Regions from separate parts of the Anas platyrhynchos genome. Here region 2 is linked to region 1. The links are chromatin contacts, called in public Hi-C maps. All regions are on one chromosome and are shown on one strand. Each heading gives the region's core, a stretch centred on a gene start, on an enhancer-like site or on the middle of the called end of the contact. The rest is flanking DNA. Distances are from core to core; before and after follow the strand shown. Region 1 holds the start of PIERCE1 (piercer of microtubule wall 1). Region 2 has its middle 21 kb from the start of EGFL7.

Region 1 (3,392 bases), core at 520-3,019:
GGTCCCCAGGATGGAGCACCAGCAGCCCATTTTTCCCCTCATCTTGTGAGCATGAACGTTTGCCAGAGATTTCCCCACCGTCACATGTAACAGGAAGAAAGAAAAAGGATCAAAACCCTTTATTTGTCACAAAAAGAGGTGCGCGATACGCATGGTTTCATGCCAGACCATTAGCTCAGGAACAGGACAGCCTCAGGACAGAGGTGCCTCCTTGCAACAGGGCCAAACAAGGACAGAGCTGAGACTGACCCTGCTCCATCTCCCCTCAGAACGCTCCAGCCAAAGTATTTCTGAGCTGGAGACATCCCTCAGCACTGCTCTGCTGAAAGCAGAGCTCTGGGTGCAGGACCAGAGCGATGCTGTGGGTGCAGCACCCATGGGAGCAGAGCAGGACACCCATTTCCAGCTGCTGGGCACAGTCATGTCTGTCCCTCAGCCAGCACGAAGTGGCTCTAATTGTCTTCTTCTTTGCTCTGGAGCTTGTGGAAGACCTCCCTCTGCTTCCTGTAGTCCTTTGCACGAATGATGGTCATCTTGAAGAGCTTGCAGTAGAGCTCCATGGCGCTGGGGCTGTCGTCGTTCCCGGGGATGGGGTAGGTGATGAGGGAGGGGTTACAGTTCGTGTCCACCACCCCCACCGTGGGGATGTTCATCTTGGCGGCATCCCGGATGGCCACGTGGGGCTCGAAGACGTTGTTGAGGCTGCTGAGAAAGATTATGAGGTCGGGCAGGCGGACGCCGGACCCGAATTGGATGTGGGCGTTGGTGAGCAGGCCGCCCTGCCAGTAGCGCGTGTGCGCGTACTCCCCGCACTCCCTTGCCGTGCTCTCGACCAGGTGGCAGAACTGGCGGTTGCGGCTGATGAAGAGGATGATGCCCTTGCGGTAGGCGATGTGGGCGGTGAAGTTGAGGGCCAGCTGGAGATGATCCATCGTCTGGTCCAAGTCGATGATGTCCTGATCCAGGCGGCAGCCGAAGATGTAGGGCTCCATGAACCTGCGGGGGCAGAGGGCGGGCGACACACGGGGCCGTGGGGCTAACATCGAGCAGAAATTCCTGGCCCCACACCCCAACTCCCGGCCGACACCAGGGCTGCTCTCTGCATCCATCCGTGTCTGTCCCACCTGGGTGCAGAGGGGCTGTGGGTCTGACACCGTGCTCAGCTCGGGGTCCCTGCGCTTTTGTAGGGCACGAAACGGGGAAACGGATGGAAAAGGTGGGCTGTGTGAGCTGCCCCAACCCCTGCCTGGCTCAATGCCACCTCCAAAGGCTTGTGTAGACTGCGGACACACTCGTGAAGTGAACAAGTGCCGGATCACGAAGACGGGCAGCACTCACCTATGCCGACAGCCCTTTTTGTGCCCCAGGTGCACCCGGGCGTTGAACAGATCCTTCATGGAGAAGAGCTCCTTCACGTTGAAGAAGTCGGGGTGGCTCAGAGGCTCGCTCAGCAGCCCGTCACCCGCAGCTGCGACAAGGACAAAAACCCCAACCATCGCTCCCGACCTCCCGAGCCGGCAGGGGCAGGAGCAAAGCCCTGGGACAGGGGAAAGGGGCCGGGGCTCGGCAGCACTCACCGGGACCGGGGGACCGGGCGGCTGGGGCCGGGGCTGGGACCGGCACCGGGGCCGGGAGGCTGCTGTAGAGCCGGGGGGCGGCTGCGGGGAGAGAAGGACAGCGGTCACACTGCCGGGCACGGCTCGGTTTAGCCCGGTTTAGCTCGGTTCAGCTCGGTTTAGCACTGCCCGAGCCCTCACCTGCCCGCAGGATCCGCGGCAGCGCCATGATCCGAGCCCGTGGGAGGAAGAGGAAGAGGAGCGGAGCCTTCCGCTTCCACCGCCCCACGCCCCCCCCCGTGCTGCTGCCCCCCTCCGGTCCCTCCTGGTTCCCCCGAACCCCTCCGGTCCCCCCAGGTCCCTCCAGGTCCCCCCCGGTCCCCATGTCCCGTCCGGATGCCCCGGGAGTCCCCGGCTCCCGGTACCCGGTACCCCCGCACCCCGCCGGCTCCCGGTGAGCGCAGCCCCGGCTCCCCCCGGCCCCAAACCCTCCCCGGTTCCCCCCCGTTTTGATGCTCTGTGTCCTCCCCCCCGCAGGCAGCAGCACCCCCTGTACCGGACCAGCAACCAGGCTTATGGCAGCAGAGCCCCCACGGTGCACGAGGTGCCGGTAGGTGCGAGCCCGAGCCGTTCCCCGGGGTCCCGGTGACTCCAACGGGTCTCGTCCACCCCCTTGGGCCTCCCGGGGTGGCTTTTGCCACCCTCCCAAGGCTCGCGAAGCCCCCCCCCCCAGTTCACAAAGCCCCTAGTTTGGTGGAAGGGAGAGCTGGTGCTGGCACACTGAGCTGGAGCATCCCAAGGGTCTGTGGTTAATGACACCACGCTGCCAGTGCTGGGTTCATTTTCTTCTTCCCAGGTCCATGTCCTCCATAAAAGCTTCCAGGCCAAGGCAGAGCAAACCTCCTTCCTGCCACAAAGCAGCCAGGCTAGGAGGTTTTGGTGCCACATCTCAGAGATGGCATTCAGCAGCCACTGGCAGACCCAGCAGCTCTGAACCATCTCAGACCCCCATCCCATGACAATGAACTCCTTGAGATGCCTTGAGATGAAGAACCCTTACAGCTTTGTCCAGATTTGTACAAACTGCAGGTGCTGCTGCTGTTGGCATGTAAATCATCTCCTTCCTCCCGTTTCTCCTTCCCACAGACCACCTTGCACGTCACCTCGCACGCATTTTCGAACACTCTGGCGCAGTGCGGCATGTACAGGGACAACGGGCTCAACACCTACCTGGAGAAGAGCCGCGTCACTGGCCCAGACAACTTCATCACCCCCCATGACACCCTCAACTTCCACCCCAGCTACAACGCCAGGGGGCCGTCGCACTGTTAGAGCTGCAGCACCAGCAGCTACAATGCCAAGCCACTTCAATTTAGTGCTGGCTGCATAGGTAAAAAAAATAAACATCCCCCCCAAAAAACAAGCAGGCAAACAACAGCACTGACCTTACCCTAAATCTGTTGTCACAGCAGAAATGTTGGCTGTGCACAGGGAAGTAAGTGTGTAAGCAAGCTGTATGACATCCACGGTGTTGAGAGAGTCCTAATCTAGTGTTTCGGAGCTTTTGTCTTAATAAAGAAGCACATGCAGGAAAATAACGTTGTTCTGAACTCCCGTGAGTACACAGCAACACTGTGGCTGCTAGCTGGTGTCCCAGGCCATGCTGCTCTGCCACGCAGCTGTTATTTTTGGACAGGCTTTGTTGCTCACCCAATATTGAATCTCCGCTAAGATAAGCAGGGAAGGGGCAATTACTTCTCTCCGATCACTGGAGTCCGTGGCATCAGCATTGTGTCTGCTGCAAGGAATCCACAGCACTTAAGTACGCTGAAAATC
Region 2 (3,392 bases), core at 382-2,881, 76 kb before region 1:
CATCCCGCCGGCTGCGGGCCTGCCCATCTCTTGTCCCCCCTCCACCTTCCTCCCGCTGGCTGCCGAGAAAAGGGATTGAGCCGTGCCCGCCGCATGTGAAAAGCCCCCGCCTGCCTCGTGTTTTATGAAGGAAAATCTCCTTGGGAGAGCAGCCAAACGTTCCCAGCCTCCTGCTGGGTGCTTCAGACGTGTGCGCGGGATGAAGCGAGGGCACGGCTGCCCCGCGGGTGTGGGGGGAGCGCGGGGGGACGGGGATGGGGGCTGCTGGGCTCTGAAAGCCACTGTCGAAGTGTGCTGGAAGACGAGACGGGAAGGATGCTGTGCCACCAAGCACTCAGGAGGGTCCCACGTCCCTGCCACGGTGTGCCATGCTGGGGCTGCCCTGAGGAGGCTATCTATCCATTTTCTCCATTATTATCCCCACATTTCTTCTCTCCTTTTCCTTTCTCTGCTCCTACTGGTCTTCTCCCTCCCCACCACACACAGACCCCTGACCTCTCCTGGACAGCCTCGTGTTTTAGAGACCTTTCAGACCCAGCGACTGTTTCAGACTTAGCCAGGAGACCCCCAGGGCTCCAACCTGCCACATTAAACTCAAATTTGCAGCTTAGATGCAAACATAATGGATGTGGATGCGGGGGCTCCGCTGGCACACAGAGCAAACAAACAGTACCACATGGCAGAGCCTGGAAGAGCAATAACCTCAGCTTCAGCTGGGCTTCGAGGCCAGGAGCTGGAGTTTGCAGCCAGCTCTGCAACAGCAGTGCCCGCAGTGAATTAATCCCACCCGAGTGCAGCTGGATCGGGCACTGCTGTCCTGGGCCACGGTCAGCAGCAGGGCTGCATGCAAGGCTTGGGGAGAAACGGAGGGGAAAAAGGTGTTTGTACTCTGTAGTTGAATAAAAAAGCACACAAAATCAGACAGGGTCGAGCCCAAAGACAGCTTCTCTGCCATGTTTCCTTCTCAGGTTCATTTTGCTAATGTTGTGCTCCACATGAATTAAAAACCTTCCTGTATTTATTGGGGGTTATTTCACATCCATTAAAACCCTTTTTATTTCTTTCTTTCTCTTTAGGCTGGGATCCATTTGTCAGAGAACTTGCCACTTCCAAAAACGCATGCTTCATATCTGACAATGATGAAACAAAACATTTGGCAGATCCAAAATGAAACTTTTTGTTGGCAAAGCCTGGCGCAAAGTATTTCAACATTTGCATTGCATCCATCCTCCCCCTTGCTATGTGAAAGCCTCAATTTGAGCTGCAAACAGAGACAATTTCTGTCGTTTTCCGATGTTGGATTTATTTGTGAGGCCGAGGAGCCCTCTGCTCTGAATCCATGCAGCTCCCACTAGCGTGGCTCTCCCACTCCACCTTTCTGTCACCTGGTGCTGCTGCTCCTCCTTGCTTTGTGAGCTTTCTCTAAGCTTTCCTGAAACGTGAATAGGACAAAAGTGTTGCTGAGGCTTAGAACAACGTCGAAAAAAGCCTCTGAGAGCCCAGCACTCTCCTGCTGCCTCTTGCAGCCCAGGCACTGCAGGTTTGCTGTGGTGGGCACTTTCCATAAGGGAGATCCTTGATGCAAACAGCCCTACCGAGTGCACGAGCAGCCGCGGTGGGGTGTGCTTCTCCTTCCCAAGCATGCCTGGAGCGTGTGGGTGCAGGCAGGCAGCACGTACAGGCAGCTTCCCCTGCCCGGGAGCCGCACGTGTGTCTCTCCCCTTCCCAACTCTTGGTCTTGTTCCTCCTCCCCATCACATCATGGTCTATATTTAGTCCCAGACACAGCAAAACATTTTGCACAACTCCCGCCGAGCGCCTGGCAGGATCAGGGCTGGGATTACTTATGGTAATTCTTCGGGCTGGGAACACCCCGCCAGCGTTAATAACGAGTAACGAGGGCGCTTTCTGCAGCACAAAGATAATTATCCCTGCCACGCTGGGGGCTTCATTAAAGGTCTGCCTCCAGGTGAGCAAGCAGCCTTAGGCCGATGAGAATGATCCAAGGAAAACCTCCCAGGGCTACCAAAGGAGGGCAGGAGGAGGCAGGGGGACCAGCACCCCACCAAGTCGCTCGGAGTCTCCTCTGATCAGCCTGTGTGTCCCCGCGTTGTGCCCGACCTCCTGCATGGCCCTGGGGACGTGGTGGCCTGGTGTGGCAGGCGGGCAGCATCCATGCAGGGTGTCCCGAGACCCCTGCCCCTCATTCCACAGCCCAGGGACCTTCTGGAGAGCGCCTTCTCCCACATCACTCCTTGACACCAGGGGCAGAAGAAAAGGCAGATAAGGGCTCGCATGGAGCCGCTCACTTTCCCTTCACATCAAAGCCCCGTGTTTATCTCTGGGGGCCCGGCTAGGTGCACGGGGCTGCTTGATGGCTCCTTTTGGACAGGCTGGGAGGAGAGGGGTCAGGTTCTGTGTCTCCTGGTCCCTCGGCTGAGGTCGGTGGTTTAAGCACTGAGAGCATTGCCTGCAGCCCTCCTGTTACCACTCTGCCCTTATGTCCCCTGTTGTGAGTGAGCCAGGGTGAGAAGGGACACCACGCTCTGCTCCAGCAGCTCTGGGCAGAATTAAACCTTTTCTCCTCCTTTCAAGGTTGTGGTTGTAAGAGAAGCTCTTTCCTCCTCGTAAGATGGGCTCGTGGGAGGACCCGGGGGCTTCCAGCTCCAGGGGCCCCTCCAGCAGCGGGAGATGGATGGGTTTGGTGCACAGGGCAGGCAGTGGGGGAGAATTCAACACGTTTAGGAGGGGGAAGAAACACAGAAGGGGGTTAAAAGTCAACTTCTTTCCCCATCCTGGCTCCTCAGGGGCAAAGGGAGCTTCCCGAGGTTATCAGCTGGGGTCAGCTGCTGGGGGGAAGGCGACGAGAGGCTGGGGGGCTCAGGGTGCCAGCATGGGGAGCTCTGCTCCCCAACAGCCACCCAGGAAAAGGCACAAACCCATAGAAACACAGAGGGGAGGACCAAAACCCCTGGCTGGAGGAAGCAGGACAGCAAGGAAAATGAAATCTTGGTGTACTCCCTGCTGCCAGCGGGCTCCCAGCATCGCCAGCAAAGTCTGGCCCCGATGTGCATGGTGCTGTGCATATCTAACAGAGGCACGGCTCATGCCTCGTGTCCTGTGCACCCTGCCCACGTCTCTGCACTGCCGACAGTCAGCCCAGCCCCAGGGAAGCCCTCTGGAGCCCTTTTGGCTCCGTGGGTGTGAGATGAGGCCCAGGCTGAGCTGCAGTTGCCCTGTTTTGATGTCGTTAATGTGACAAGCTGAATTAATTAAGTGCAGTCGGAGAAGGCTCCGGCGTTCCTCCCCTTTCAAGGGTTTTCACTTCAAAGGAAGGCAGACAAGGAGAGCATCCCTCCCTGAAGTGCCTCAGCCTGGCAGTGCAGGGCAGC

What was found. Hi-C and Micro-C count contacts between places; a contact is called where the count stands out from the background.
Region 2: a contact with region 1 is called in a Hi-C map of subcutaneous adipose tissue, with 2.3 times the contacts expected there. The contact joins the enhancer-like site here to the promoter of PIERCE1 in region 1. A contact is called at or near these places in 3 of 8 Hi-C or Micro-C datasets (liver, skeletal muscle and subcutaneous adipose tissue).

What each region holds. Positions count from the first base shown.
Region 1 is chr18:11,271,363-11,274,754 of IASCAAS_PekinDuck_T2T, reverse strand. It overlaps PIERCE1 (piercer of microtubule wall 1), which reads left to right and starts at 1,769. Exons shown (of 3, transcript XM_038165107.2): 1 at 1,769-2,010; 2 at 2,094-2,166; 3 at 2,703-3,151. The coding sequence starts at 1,784. The coding sequence ends at 2,888. MRPS2 (mitochondrial ribosomal protein S2) reads right to left here and starts at 1,890. Exons shown (of 4, transcript XM_038165106.2): 1 at 1,758-1,890; 2 at 1,578-1,658; 3 at 1,339-1,468; 4 at 105-996. The coding sequence starts at 1,785. The coding sequence ends at 453.
Region 2 is chr18:11,346,835-11,350,226 of IASCAAS_PekinDuck_T2T, reverse strand. No RefSeq gene overlaps it. Among named protein-coding and RNA genes, the nearest start is that of EGFL7, 21 kb to the right of the region's middle. Within about 2 kb of position 1,631, at least 5 of the 8 cell types and tissues checked have an H3K27ac peak or open chromatin away from gene starts, as enhancers often do. A contact at or near this core is called in subcutaneous adipose tissue, where this site is marked.